3 separate regions of the Mus musculus genome follow, and regions 1 and 2 are each linked to region 3. A link is a contact called in public HiChIP or PLAC-seq data. All regions are on one chromosome and are shown on one strand. Each heading gives the region's core, a stretch centred on a gene start, on an enhancer-like site or on the middle of the called end of the contact. The rest is flanking DNA. Distances are from core to core; before and after follow the strand shown.

Evidence for each region. HiChIP or PLAC-seq counts read pairs in DNA pulled down with a chosen protein or histone mark.
Region 1: a contact with region 3 is called in an H3K27ac HiChIP or PLAC-seq map of embryonic stem cells, with 6 times the contacts expected there. The contact joins two enhancer-like sites. A contact is called at or near these places in 5 of 115 datasets of contacts at active chromatin or transcription factors (embryonic limb bud, embryonic stem cells and neural tube) and 1 of 9 other capture datasets (embryonic stem cells).
Region 2: an H3K27ac HiChIP or PLAC-seq map of embryonic stem cells shows a contact between it and region 3, with 9 times the contacts expected there. The contact joins two enhancer-like sites. A contact is called at or near these places in 5 of 115 datasets of contacts at active chromatin or transcription factors (all in embryonic stem cells).

What each region holds. Positions count from the first base shown.
Region 1 is chr15:41,740,780-41,745,712 of GRCm38.p6, forward strand. The region is part of intron 3 of Oxr1 (oxidation resistance 1); the gene reads left to right. Among named protein-coding and RNA genes, the nearest start is that of Abra, 130 kb to the right of the region's middle. Within about 2 kb of position 1,297, at least 29 of the 459 cell types and tissues checked have an H3K27ac peak or open chromatin away from gene starts, as enhancers often do. A contact at or near this core is called in embryonic stem cells, where this site is marked.
Region 2 is chr15:41,903,507-41,908,172 of GRCm38.p6, forward strand. No RefSeq gene overlaps it. Among named protein-coding and RNA genes, the nearest start is that of Abra, 36 kb to the left of the region's middle. Within about 2 kb of position 1,710, at least 13 of the 459 cell types and tissues checked have an H3K27ac peak or open chromatin away from gene starts, as enhancers often do. A contact at or near this core is called in embryonic stem cells, where this site is marked.
Region 3 is chr15:41,162,372-41,167,202 of GRCm38.p6, forward strand. No RefSeq gene overlaps it. Among named protein-coding and RNA genes, the nearest start is that of Gm46502, 9.3 kb to the right of the region's middle. Within about 2 kb of position 1,405, at least 74 of the 459 cell types and tissues checked have an H3K27ac peak or open chromatin away from gene starts, as enhancers often do. A contact at or near this core is called in embryonic stem cells, where this site is marked.

The DNA of each region.
Region 1 (4,933 bases), core at 47-2,546, 580 kb after region 3:
TGTTCCAATGTAATCAATCACCTGGGAGACATACTTCGCCTTTCTTCATTGTTAAATAGGCTTCCTGTGCTTGTGCTCCGGCAGCTGTTTTTTTTTGTTGTTGTTTGTTTGTTTTGTTTTTTGTTTTTGTTTTGTTTTGTTTTTTTCCGAGACAGGGTTTCTCCATATTGTCCTGGCTGTCTGGCTGTCCTGGAACTCACTCTGTAGACCAGGCTGGCCTTGAACTCAGAAATTCACCTGCCTCTGCCTCCCAAGTGCTGGGATTAAAGGCGTGCACCACCACGCCTGGCTTCCTGTAGCAGTTTTTAAAAGGGTCCATGTCATATGGAAGGAGCATCTACTGAGATGGATGCATTCCAGTAATGACCTTGGCTGGTTGCTAATGCGTGCAAGCATGGAGCCACCTTCCGTCTACAGATGAAGCCTTCTGTCCCCTGCTTTCCTTCCTCCACTGACTGTGCCAGCAACCTGAAGAAGGCTCAGTTCTCTTCTCTCCCCTGATTCTGCCTTCAGTCTCTCTTCTGCCTTGTATTGGATCAGCCCTTGTTAGTGTGTTAAAGGGTACTAGGAGCTATTTCAAGCACCCACCATATGCCAGCCCCTGTGTTTAAGATATTCTGCATATATTGTCTCCTTCAATCCTAATTTAATACCTTAGTGGGTAGATATTATTTCTCTCTCTCTTTTGTACTCTAGATGCAACTGGGGCACATAGACCTTTATGTTGTCCAGAAAAAGCAATGAGGTAACAGTAGCAGGGAGAATTCAATCTCAGATTCACCAGATTTCAAAGCCCCTATTGTTTACCTATTCTCTATGAGCCTGTTATTCAGTTCTGGTTTTAAGGCATGCATCTCTTTCTTGCTGGAGTTCATGGATTCTGTGGCAGATTTCTCAGAGACCCTAATGACAGATGTATTCTTGTTCATGTTGGTGGCGGTTCCTGTGGGCAGCTAAGGACTCCAGTGTGTACTGTTTTGATCACTGGACAAACATCTTCCTTGTAGGTGGTTGTGCAGATCAATCCAGGTACATTTCTCAAAGTTTCTATGTTGAACCGCAGTTAAAGAAGGAAGAAAATTTTCAGGTGTGGGTGACTTTGAGCCAAAATCACCTAAATTAGGATCCTAGTGAAGGAAAATGATCCTGACAAATCCATTCCTTTTTAACTAAAGATCAACCTTTAGTGTAACCAATGGCAGGCCAAAACTTGCTTTTCTTCTTTGAACAAAACACCCACAAAGGGAAACAGAAACCAGTTTAGCAGCTTCACTAGGGCGTTCAGAGGCTTCCTGTAACTAAAGCTTCCCATTGTGCCTCAGGTCCTGGTAAACTGGGAATGCTTCCTCCTCTAGACTCCTTGCTGCAAGACCACAAATTTACTTCTGCCAATGCTTTATATCCTGCCTTTCCTTAGTAGGAATCTGAATCTTAAATACTATTTGGTCGGTCGAGTGGGCTTTGTACCTCGGTCCAGTACTCTACCTCATCCTTTGTTTATTTTGACAGCACTTAAGGAGAGAGAGGGTGGGGCGGGAGGGAGGGGGATGGGGAGGAAAGGGGGAGGGAGAGAGGGAGAGGGAGAGAAAACAATCCTTTAATCCCAGGACTAGGGAGGCAGAGGCAGGCAGATCTCTCTGAGTTTGAGCCCAACTATGTCTACAGAGAGAGGTCCAGGACAGCCAGGACTACATAGGGAAACCTGTTTCCAACCTGCCTCACCCCTCTAAGAGGAAAAAACAAACAAACAAGAGAACAAAGTGCAACTTAAATAGCATAATAGCATGGTCTCCTGTCTCGAAAAAATAAAAAAACAAACAAACAAACAAACAAAAAAACCCCACTTTCTAGATCTTATGTTTTCCTACTCATGAAACAGCATAAAATCAAGTGCCACATACTAAAAAGGTCCATCTGGGAACATAGTATCCTTGTCCTTGTCTTCTCTAGATAGATGGGAAAGTTACAAGAAATGACCGTTTTATATATATATACATACATATATATATATATATACACACACACACACACACACACACCCTAAATTCATGAATTATACTGATTACTTAAATATCTGCATTTTCCTTCCTGTGAGAGACATAACAAGGTTTGGAGGATATATATATATATATATATATATATATATATATATATATATATATATATACATACATATATATATGTATATATATATATATATATATATATATATATACATATATATGAAAATCATCCTATATACAGTTGGGGAAGCTGAAAAAATACACCTTATCCTGAAAATTAATGCAGCCTAGAGTTATTAATGGACGAGTAGTCAAAACTGGGACAGAGACATGAGATTATTAAGAAGTATATTAAATCAATGTAGAATTTACTCAAATCTAAACGTTACATTGTGTTATTTTTTAAGCATGAATAACCATAAGAAATATGCATTTAAGTAAATGAGGTAGAGGACTACAATGTGTGTAATTTGTTGTCAAATAAGTCAGCAAATATTTTTCTGTGTGTGTGTGTGTGTGTGTGTGTACGCGCGCACGCGTGCGTGTGTATGTGTGTGTGTGTGTGCACATACAAATGTGCATGTGTATGTGGAGGAGAGAAAACCCAAACAGAAAGTAAGTGGGATAAAACAGTGATAGTGCTGAGTCTAAATACAAACTGTATAAGAACACTTTGCCCCTAGGTAATATCAGTTCATATCTAAGATGCTGCCATCTAAATTACTCACCCTGAAGATTATTACAAACTTTAGACCAATATCTCCAACTGTTACTTAGTCATGTCCATTAGGATACACCAGAGGTACTCCAATATTAGCCTTTCAAAGTTGATTTTATATCATTTGCCCTTTAAACTCATTTCCTTCTCCATTCTCTAGTGCCAAACTAGTTCTTTCCTCTCCCTTCCAAGGCCCAACAAACATTGCCACAACTAGCCAAAAAATAGAAAATAATTAAAAATTAAAAAAAAATCAAGCCACCCTCTAAAGCCTCCTGAATTAATTCACCTCTCTTAATCCCTACTGCCATAATTGTGCTTCATAGAGCACACAGATTACAACCATCAGCTCAGAGGTGGTCTCCTATATTCAGGACATATCTCTCTGTAACCCATTACATGACTTATGGTTAATTTCTAAAGGTCAAATCTGATTCCATTAATGCTCTGCTTAAAATCCTAATTGTATCCCTGTGGCTCTGAGATTAAAATCAAAATTGTCAAAAATAATTTACAAGCTCTATGAAGGCACTTGTTTCCTAGAATGTCATCTCTCTCCTATTTTCTGTCCCCTCGAAGCCACAGTGGGCTTCATCATGAGTTGGTCTTTGTGCCTTGAACACTTTCTCCATGCCACCCCACCCTCATAAAAGCTAATCTTTTAATAATATAATCCCATTTACTTGATCTATTAGTACTTTTAAATCACAATTTAGATGATGTCAGTTAACACATGCTACCCAAAGTATGATTAATTTAGAAGGAAATTTAAAATATAATACCATTATTATTCATACATTGATTAATCTGGCATATATCAATTGTGCTTTCAATCAGTTCAATTTTCTATAAATATTTCTTGAACACCTGCTGAATGGCTACGTGTGTTTGGGTCATAAAGCAGGCATGCTTTGCTATCTGACAGTATTGGTTTAGATGCAGGGACTGTATTGAACATCTCCGTGCTTAAATCTTACTCAAGTTAACTAGCCATAAATCAATATGTATCACTTGGCGGTAAGTGTTTGGAAGAAAACGTCATACAGAGGGGTACAGGTGCTTTCTGATACACATCAGTAGTCAGAAGAGCTCTCGGATCAGAGAGCATGCAGCCAGAGGCTTGGATAAAATGAAGAACATTCAAGGAGTGCAGGAACTGCAATGCCAAAGCCAGCTGGCAACATGCTCAGCTTGTTCCTAGTGATAGTAAAGGACTAGTAAACATGCCCACAGTGCAAAAAAGCACTGGTGAGGAGCTCTATGGGGGCAGAACCTGCTCTCTTAAACAGAGAACTCACTCTGTTGGTTCTAATGCAACCTTGGTATTAATTTCAATTGTCCTAAAGATATTCTGTGTAAACAGAGACAACAAATTGAACTGCAGTTTGTGAGAAGGAAAGAACATTGGGGACAAAGGCAAATAGAAACAGACTCCCTAGTGCAATACTGTTGCCCAAAGGGTTGGGAACAGAGCCCAGAACACCAGAAGCAATGTTGGGAATACAGCAGCCAGTAGATCAAAGCTCTGGTCACTCGCAAACCAGTGATAATGCCTTCTCTCTTTCCTCCGACCTTTTCCAGCCCTATTCCTTCCTGCCTGCTTCAATCCTGAGATAAGCCACAGCCGATTCTTTCCCAGCCTTTAGGTGGTGGTGGAGAGAGTTCTTTTTGCCTTTGAACTCCAGCAATGATTTTTCGTTTGTTTGTTGTTGGGAAGTATAATAAATGGTTTTCAAATATAATATAATGATGTTCAGTTTCTCACTGTTTCCAGACACATGTTCAAAATAGAGCTAATGTGGTTGAATTCTGCTTTGTGTACATTCTGTATGGTAAAAATAAAAACGAGGAGATATAAATACAGCTTATGATAGAATGCATAGTGAGAATGCCTGAGACCCTAGTCTGCAGGTAAATAAAACAGGAGAAATCCTTATGTTTTTCAAAAGACAACAGTCTTTCTCCAATACACCTGAAAGATCTGAACTGATTTCTCAGATGACTTCTAGTCCATTTTCTTTTCTTATTGGTTAGTATCCAATCGTTAGGTGCTCATTTCACTTTATATATATTTCATCTCTGTGTAATGTCCATAATCTTTACGTACAAAATGTGATGAGAATATGATTTCAAGTTTGTGTTAAATAAGCAAATAAAACAGAAGAGAAATTGGAAGGGCAAATGAAGTGAAATAAAAACAAGGGACACAAGG
Region 2 (4,666 bases), core at 460-2,959, 740 kb after region 3:
GACTGGGCAGTGGACAAGCCTGTAGAGAATTTTCTTGATTTGTGGTTGATTTGGGAGGTCCAAATATAAAAGTAACTTTTATTTGCCTGTTTTCATAGTATTCTCTGCAGCTCTCTGGTGAACAATTCACCCTTTATACCTCCTATTGAACTCTGGCTGAGTCGTTCAACTCAGCTGTTCTGGCTCTGTCTAACTCGTCTTCAAGCTGACTGATTCAGTCTGGTTTCTCTCAGCTTCTCACTGAATTGCTCTACTTGGCCTCAAACTAACTATGGCAATTTGTCATAAGCTTCTGCTTCCTTATTCTCTTCTTTCAACTGCTTCCCCTGACCTTCACTGAACTGCACATACAGATTCAACGCCACTTTACTGCATTCCCAATTGACTCCCAACTGATTTACTCTCTCCCTGCACTTCTCTTAAATAGCTTTTCTTTCCTGTGCTGTTTTCCAGGGAGTTGGGCGTATCCTATCTCTGATTCATTTTTGTCAAATATTCTCTGATTCTGCACGTTGTCTGCACCTCAATTAAACACCACTTTTAACCATGGCTGCTCCCTTCTATAAACTAGCCTTAATTTAATTGTTTGGGATTAAAGATGTGTACTAAGGACATGTCTGTATATCAGCCAGATCATAGACCTAGAAAGGATTTGGATGTGATCTCTTGCCAGAGCAGCCATCTTGGTGGAATAAAATTGTGAGTGTTTACTATCCCTGGGTATTAGTTCTATAAGAAAGCAGGGGCTGGAGAGGTGGCTCAGCAGTTAAGAGCACTGGCTGCACTTTCAGAGTGCAGTTCCCAGCAACCACATGGTGGCTCACAACCATCTATAATGGGATCTGATGCCCTCTTCTGATTTGTCTGAAGACAGCTACAGTGCACTCATATAAATAAAATGGGCATGCTGAACCCGTTGCACGGGGAGCAAGCCAGTGATCAAACATTCCTGCATGCCATCTGCATCAGCTCTTGCCTCTAGATTCCTGCCCTGATTGAGTTCTGCCCTCACTGCTTGTGATGATTCATTGTCCCTGTGCTCCCAAAATGGCTTTTGGTCATTGTATTTCATCACAGCAATAGTAATGCTAACTAAGACCACATGCAATACTAATAATATTAGTAAAAATAATAAGTAGATGTCTATAAAATCTGAATCCAGATTAAGTAATATGTATGCATTTTGAATTGACTATGTTAGGAAAGTTAAAAGACAAAAGTATTGAAGAATCTTTTAAAAATTACCAATGCAGGAAAATAATATTATTTGAGCTGAAAGCTTTTCTTCCTAAAGTTTTCATAGTTACCCTTTATATTTATGTCTTGACTGAAAGTAGAAAATATTATATAAGAAAAACTGAGACCGATTAGAATAGCTAAATTAGACAATCTTTAAATAAAAACACTGCAATGGTACAAAAATTGAGATCCTTGTTTTTTGCTTTAACTTCTAATAACAATTGTGGGGGTTCACAGGATGTAAGCAGGAATATGTGATGCAATGTCTATATTTGAATAAACAACGCTTATGCCCAATACCCTAGCCTGCTCAGGGACATCTGAATGTCCCAGATCCAGAAGCTAAAGAAGCTAAAGGTTAGCCTTAGTGCATGGCTTCACCTTCAGGGCCCGGCTTGAACTCTGCTCAAGCTGTTCCCATGGTTCAGTGTTGAATGTCATTGAGAATAGAGCTGTTGAGTAAGTGACAGTAATGGGGGAGAGGTTTCAGTGACTCATGTGACCTGTGGCGGTATTTCAAAGGATTAGGATGTGTTTTCTTTGAAAATTTCCTGTGAAGTGTTTCAGTGTTTTCATTCTAGTCTTCTCAAACACCAGTTAATCTACCAGGGCTCTGTAAATTTCCAGCCTGGAAAGCTATTTGATTTGGAAATCTGAATACATCATTTGATCTGAAAAAAAAAAAAAAAAAAAAAAAAAAAAAAAACTCTTGCTGAGACAGGACAGGAAAGAAAGCTAGGCAGGAAGCAGAGTACTTAGGTATGCTTTAAATTAATAATAGAAGGACATCAGAAACATTATCAGATTGGGGCCGGCCAGCGGCTTACATGTCCGGGTTCGAGCCTGGAACCAGCTGCAGGTAATGACCTGCAGGATAGGGCGTAGTCTCCAGAATAGCTCTGGGGCCTCTCAGCAGGTAGCAGTATCTTGAAGAGGAACAGCAGCAGTGGCAGAACAATAGAGTGATCTAGAGAGGAAGGCTCCACCCTAGATAATCTCCACCCTAGATAATCGGCAGCAAGGTCAAGTTCTGGTTTAGCCTGCTTCAGGCTTATGGGAGGCTACATTATCAGAATAACTTCTCCAAGAATGCCAGCTTCCTAACCACAGATGCTACTGAATGCCCTACACTGGCTTAAGAAACATGGGGAAAGTAGACTGTTTTGACGGGCATATAAATAGTCTAAGCTGAATTAGATAAATCTCCTGACTTGTTTTCCTTTCAGATGCAAGACTAGTAACAAATATTTGAAAAGTCAGTAAATGACTCCTCCTTCCTGTCTCTCTTTTATCATGACACAGCAGGGTGGAAGGTACATTGCAGCTGGCCAAGGTCCCTCTTCATTCCCATAGATCTGGACGCTCAATGTCATGGGTTATTGTCAGGAAAGGAGACTGAGGACTGTCTTACTGTCCTATTGCTGGGAAGAGACACCATGACCAAGGCTTTTCTTATGAAAGAATGCATTTATCTGGTGGCCTCTACAGCACAGTGGCATATAAGTACTGGAACAGAGAGGTGCAGCCTAGTCCTTAGGCAGAGAGATGAAGACTGAGACACAATTGGCCTACCATGGACCTGAAAGCACACCCAAAGAACACACTTTCTTCGCCAAGGCCACACTGAGCCCAATAAGTCCACACCTCCTAATCCTTGTAATCTTTCTCAAATAGTGTCACTCCCTGGTGACCAAGCGTTTAAATACATAAGCTATGGGGGCCATTCCTACTCAAACCCCCACAAAGACTACAGTGTAGAAGTCAGTGTTCATAGCACAGGTCGTTCAAAACTGCTACCATGGGACAAGTTAGTCTCAACCTATATTCTCCATGGTGTCCCTAGAATAGTTCTTCAAGAACTAATTAACTCATATCCCCAATCCACATCTAATATGTAAAGCTTTCTGGCTAGAACATTAATCTTTTCAGATCCCCCTGCTGAGTGTATTGGCAAATGTTTATCTTCTCGGATACAACAGCAGATCCCAAAAATTACATCATGAGTTTTGAATTAGTGGTTAGACAATATGATCTCATTTTTCATTGCTTGATTTGCTCTCTCACTGGACTTGACTTTGAAGAACAATTGCTACATTTTCAGTCTAAAAATATAACTAAGTGGCCTGACCTCTGTATTCTTCAAAGTCTCCAAGCACAGGTTGGTCTCTCAGCTCCCTCTCTTCACATTGCCTAGCAACAGGCAGACTGTGGTATTGCTCACTTTATCAGCCACGTGCACTTTCCTCAGTGGGCAGGTCTGTTGCACCTGTGAAAAGCAGCTCTCAACTGACATCTACATTTAAACAAAAGTGACCTCAAGGGCTTAGTGGGCGTTCATAGTGAGCCTCCACCAAGCACTTTCTGTACACCGAATGTGTCTTAAACATGTCAAGAACTTTAATTAGACATTTCAGTAGAGCAGGGTGTATACTCACTCATGATTCTGAATGCCTCTGTAGATCTCTGATTATACAGAAGATGTCCATGCAATATGGAAAGGAAACAGCAGTTTACTGGATGTTATAGAACAATTGAAGGTATCAGCTATGGCCAATATGCGGCAAGTAATATTGATTAATTTATCATTTTTAAAGACAGTGAATGGGAGAACCTTTTAGACTTAATAATAAATGAAACTTGTAAAAGTAAAAGCAAACAAAATATGTCTTACAATTATAAATCATTCATTTCATGCATTTTAGATCCACTTTAGGGTCTAAAGAACAAAAATATTTGGTGGGACCTTGACTCTTTATATTGTCGTGGAAGTTCTGTTTTGCTTCCCTGGATCAACTTTTTCTTCTTATTATTACTTTTTTAAAATTAGACAGGCTTCCTTTAATTCTCAACTTTATACCAGAAAATCCATACTCCAATTCAATGTACACCATTATTTTATAAGTTTACCTGATGCCTTAGTCCACCAAAGACTGCTGTTTCCCAGTCACTTCATATCTGTCTTTTCAAATGCATATATGTATACGATATATATGTTTATGTATATATATGTGCTTGAATATGTATACTACATGAATATGTAAACAAACACACTCATACACACATACCCAGTCAATTTAATGAACATATAAAGGGAATGTATGTGTGTATATGTGTAGGTGTGAGTGTGTGTGTGTATGTGTGTGTATATGTATTTGCAAATTCAACAAGGAAATGACAATGACTTCTAACCCACAAAGATAAATAAAAATAACAGGCAAAGCATGCATTGTCAAGGATGTGACAAAATCAGGAACTTGTACATTACTATTAGAATTAGAAGTTGTATTTTCCTTGCTTATCACTAAAAATGTTATATATTGTTATGTCTTATGATATTAAAGGTCCTCCTTCAAGTGTTTATACATGGTCAGTGATACTCTGTATCCACATTAAAAGTTCAGTCATGAATGTCCATAGTAGTGCACTT
Region 3 (4,831 bases), core at 155-2,654:
AGAGATGTAAACAGGAAGTCGGAACTCCTCCTGGAAAACCCGCTCTCTCTGCTGCGAGGAATCTGAAAAGCACCATTCATCCTAGCAGCAGTGTCCCAGCCAACATTGTAGGAAGCGCTTGGCTTCTGCATTTGGAACATGCATCGAAAGCTTGTTTTCCATTCAGTGCCACAACGACAGGGGCCAGAGCATCTCAGCACATAAAATGCATGTCCTGCACCTTGGAAAGAGCTACTGAACTCATCCCAGGATGAAATGGAAGTCAAAGGGAGGATTTTCAGCTTAACTTAGATGCAGTTTATTCTTTAAGATACTAAGAGTGAGAACAAAACCAATTACCGCAGTATTAGGTAAAAGGTGTTAACTCGTACTTTTACAAAAGATGTTCTGCAGGGTTTGTAGTGGTTAGTGAAAGTTATGTAAGTAGGGGTATGTGTGTGGTTGGGGGAGTGTATGGTTAAATAAATTCAGATGGGAAGTTCAAATAAGTTCATTTCCTTTGGTTGGCCCTGTAAGTAAATTAACTAAGCATTTGGAACTTTGGCTATGGTGGATAAACAAATGTGAAAACGGCTCGCATTCCTTTTTTTCTTTTCTTTCTTAAATTATAAAACTTTCTCTTTGACTGATCATATCCAGGCGCGGTGTGCTCTTCTAGCCACAAGAGGGCAGCAACACTGTATTCTGAACCAAATGCTTCTGTAGATGCGCAAGACTGGCTCCAAATAAGTGATTCTCAAACTGTGGGTCGCGACCCGCAATTTTTTCAAGGGGGCTCCTAAGACCATCAGAAAACACAAACATTTACATTCATGCTACTAGCAAAATTACAGCTATGAAGTAGCAATGAAAATAATTTTATGGCTGGGGAACATGTTACAAGATGAGATACTATATTAAGTGATACCAAAATTAAGTTGAGAATCACTACTCTAAATAATCATACTAACAGTATAATAAATATATGTCCTTCTCCAAATGGCTTTTTGAATTCTGATGGTATTTTATGGCTGAAGATTTTTGAACTAAATGCCTTCAAAATATGTCCGTACAAATGAGACTATAAGAAACATGTAATAATTTTAGTAAGTGAATTTCAATGCCTTAAAGGAGCAAATATTTTAAAGGTTCTTTAAAATTCATTTTTAAAGATCACAATGTTAAAATTACCACAGTGACCTTTCCAATAATTTTTAATGCTCTTAAAGTGAACATGGAAGAGTTAACATTTGTTATGGTTACAGACCTTTTTATTTTAAAAAAAAACCATATTTTAAAACAGTGAAGTCAGTAAATAAGAAAACTTGTGAGGAATAGTTCTAATAACAGACACTGTTTGGATAGCTACCTGTCTGGATATTGAAACTGTTTTTCTTTTCTGTTTAGGATAAAGTAGTTGCATTATTTAGCCACTAGGTGGTGCTGCTCTTTAAATAACTGCCGCAGATACTTTGTAGCCCTACAGGAAGTTCATGTAATTAATGGAGAACCGAGAATTTTTCACAAAAGAACGGAATTGCTTATTCGAACAACCTCAGCCCACAGCAGTTACTCATTTTTATCCTTGAACTTGCTCCTTCCATTTCTCGGGCAACAAAAACAACTGCCATTTTATTACCTTCGACTTTATGAAAGTAAATGAAAACTGTTTCCCAATTCGAAGGGAAGCAGAGAATTCAAAGGATTCACCCACCTAATGGTGTGTTGAAGAGGCCAGTTCAGGACCTTTGGAAAATGCCACCAGACCCCTCCCCTCCTGGAAGAAAAAAGGTCATGGAACACTTAGGCACCCCTCCCCTCCAGAAAGGAGGGGCTAATTAACATTCCTCAGCCAAGGTGGGGCGGGAGACACTGATCAACCTCTACCTGCAGGCTGGGGAGGTCCAAAGGAGGTAAACACATTCTGTAGGACAGACCTACAGACAAGGCCACCTACAGACAAGGGAAGTTCTTGCCACCTCATTCCCCTAGTGACCAATCAGTTTAAAAATTACACTGTTCTGCCAATCACATTGTGACTAATGGCTGCTGCTCCGAAAACTGTATAAAAAACTCCCTGACTGGGCTGCTTGAGGCTGCCTCTCCTTCCGGTGCAGGATGACCCCAAACGCATTGGAACAATAAATTCCTCTTGCTTTTTGCATGCTTCCCCCACTCTGAGTGGTTCAATCAGGGGTCCCCAGTAAGCTAAGGCTCATCAGAGTCTTACAATGCCATCTTCAGATTCCAAAGTAACTAGATGTGCTGGGAGCGCAAACTTAATCCCTATTCATCAAAAGTCGCTCTGTTTAATTTTGGTCGCACAAATGACATCGTTATAAATAAACCTAATATGCTATCAGTCAATTATAAATGTTCAACTATTTCATAATAAAATACATTTCATAGTGGTCACTATTTGTATAGCTGAAAAAAATCCATCCTATTATGAAATATGGCAAAACTGATATGGGTTAATAACGTGTTGTAAAACTACTAATGGATAAAAACGTCTGACACTGAAGTCTACAGAAGCAGTGGGAAGGTTTTAGGTTCATTTTCCTCCTCGTCTAGTCATTAAATTAACCACCTCCAGGTTTTCACCTCAGTCCCCAGCTTGGAGGAAAAACAAAGAACAAGAAACTGCACCCATTTAATTCCAGAAGCTACATACAGCCTTCTTTTGTTGATATTATCAAGGAAAAAAACCTACCACCCCCACCCCCCACCCCACCCCACCTACGCCCACCCCTTCCGCAGTGATGGCTAAGTATCCTTGAACTTCCGTGCTTCCGAACCCATGTAGAAGTTCATGCTGCTAAATTCAGAATTCCAGGCCTTAACAGTCTTGATGAAGCTGACTTGCTACCTTGGCCCTTTCAGCCCTGTTGCTCCTGGGCCGGAGCACCTCTAACCATGGTGGTTGAGGTCCAGAGGCGGCGGTAGCTATGAATGCTGGGGACTGATGGGAGAAGGGTGGACTAGTCAGCTGCGGTGTATGAAAAAAATCAATTAAGTCTGCAGTTATTTCCAGGGGCTGTTTTGACAGTGGGTAAACGTCTACACCTATTTCTCAAGTTGCACCCAAGTTGTATTAGATCTCTATATATTGTTTGAGGCCCTGAAATATATTTTTAGTACTTGAATTCTTGATTATCCAAGTAAGCAAGCCAATTTGTGGTTGTTAAGGGTTTGTTGTTCATTTCTTTTCTTGTCTTTTTCGTTTGTTTTGGTTTGGTTTGGTTTTGGGTCAACTTGACAGAAGCTGGAATTATTTTGGAAGAGGGAACCTTAATTGAGAAGTTGCCATCAACAGATTGGCCTGTGAACAAGTCTGTGTGGGCATTTTCTTGATTAATGATTGACGTGGGAGAGCCCAGCCCTCTGTGGGCAGTGTCAATCCTGGGCAGATAGCCCTGAATGGTCTAAGAAAGCAGGCAGAGTAAGCTATGGAGAAAAAGCCAGTGTGCAGCACCAGTCCACGGTCTCTGCATGGGCTCCTGCCTCCAGGTTCCTGCTTGAATTCCTATTCTAATTTCCCTCAATGATGGACTGTGATGTGGAATTGTAAGCCAAATAAGTTTTCCCCCCACAAGTTGGCTTTGGTTAGTGTTTTATGACAGTGATCAAAATCAAACCAGGATGGCAGTGTAGTAATAAATAATAACTAAAATGTATTGATCATATGTTCTCAGTCTGTGTCCCCTACTCCTCTAAGTGCTTTTCAACAACAAAAGATAATTGCTATGACCACAGTCATTACACAGATAAAGAAGCTAAGTAAGTGCTGATATACATTAATTTCAAAATAATCGTAGAATTTTCTAACAGCTGTGGGTCTCTTTGAAGAGGCACAACCTGGTCAACTTTCTCCAGCTTTTACTGGATAAAGTAAGAAATATGCATTCACATACTGCCCAGACCCATCTTTCTCTCCTTTTCTACTGGAAATGGAACTACACACAGTTCCTCTGCTTGGGTAGCGGCTCCCTGCTACGCTGTCCGCAGAGGGTGATGCAAGGTCAAGCAGTTTCTTCCTGTTCTGGTGTTCGCCACAATTCCTTTCAGTCAGCAGACCATTCCACCTTGCTATAGGGTAGTTGCTACTTTTTTTAAAGATTTATTTATTTATTATATGTAAGTACACTGTAGCTGTCTTCACACACCCCAGAAGAGGGCATCAGATCTCATTACAGATGGTTGTGAGTCATTATGTGGTTGCTGGGATTTGAACTCACAACCTTCAGAAGAGCAGTTGGTGCTCTTAACCACTGAGCCATCTCTCCAGCCTGGTAGTTGCTTCTTGAAGCAGCTGTTGAATGCGACTTGCAGTCTGCTCAGTGTTCACAGCTTGCAGAGCTATGGCAGAAACAACTACGCTGTGCCCACCTTTGGAGACACCAACAGCAGCTGAGTACAAAAGAGGCTCCCTCCATATCAACTAATTCCTCTTGTGCTGCTTCAAAGCTTCTGCGTCTTGACTGACTCAGCCAAGTCTGCTTGCTTCTGTACCAGAGAAGGTAGCTCTTCCTACTGTCACTGACTGCCTCTGTAAAAGATCGCTGCTTAATATTTTTTCAGATTTATTTGTTTACCTTATGTGTGTTTTGGCAAATGTATGCAAATGGCTTCTATGCACAGAGGCCAGAAAAGGATATTGGATCCATTGGAACTACAATTTCAAGTGGTTGTTAGTCACTATGTGAGTGTTGTTGGGAAGCAACCCCAGGCCTTTTGACTTAACACTGTGTATTCTTAACTACTGAGCCATTTCTCCACACCCAAAAGACTTGTTTATTAATGATGAACTTGAGTTTAACTGTGTCCTTTTTCCACCGACAAATATTAAGGC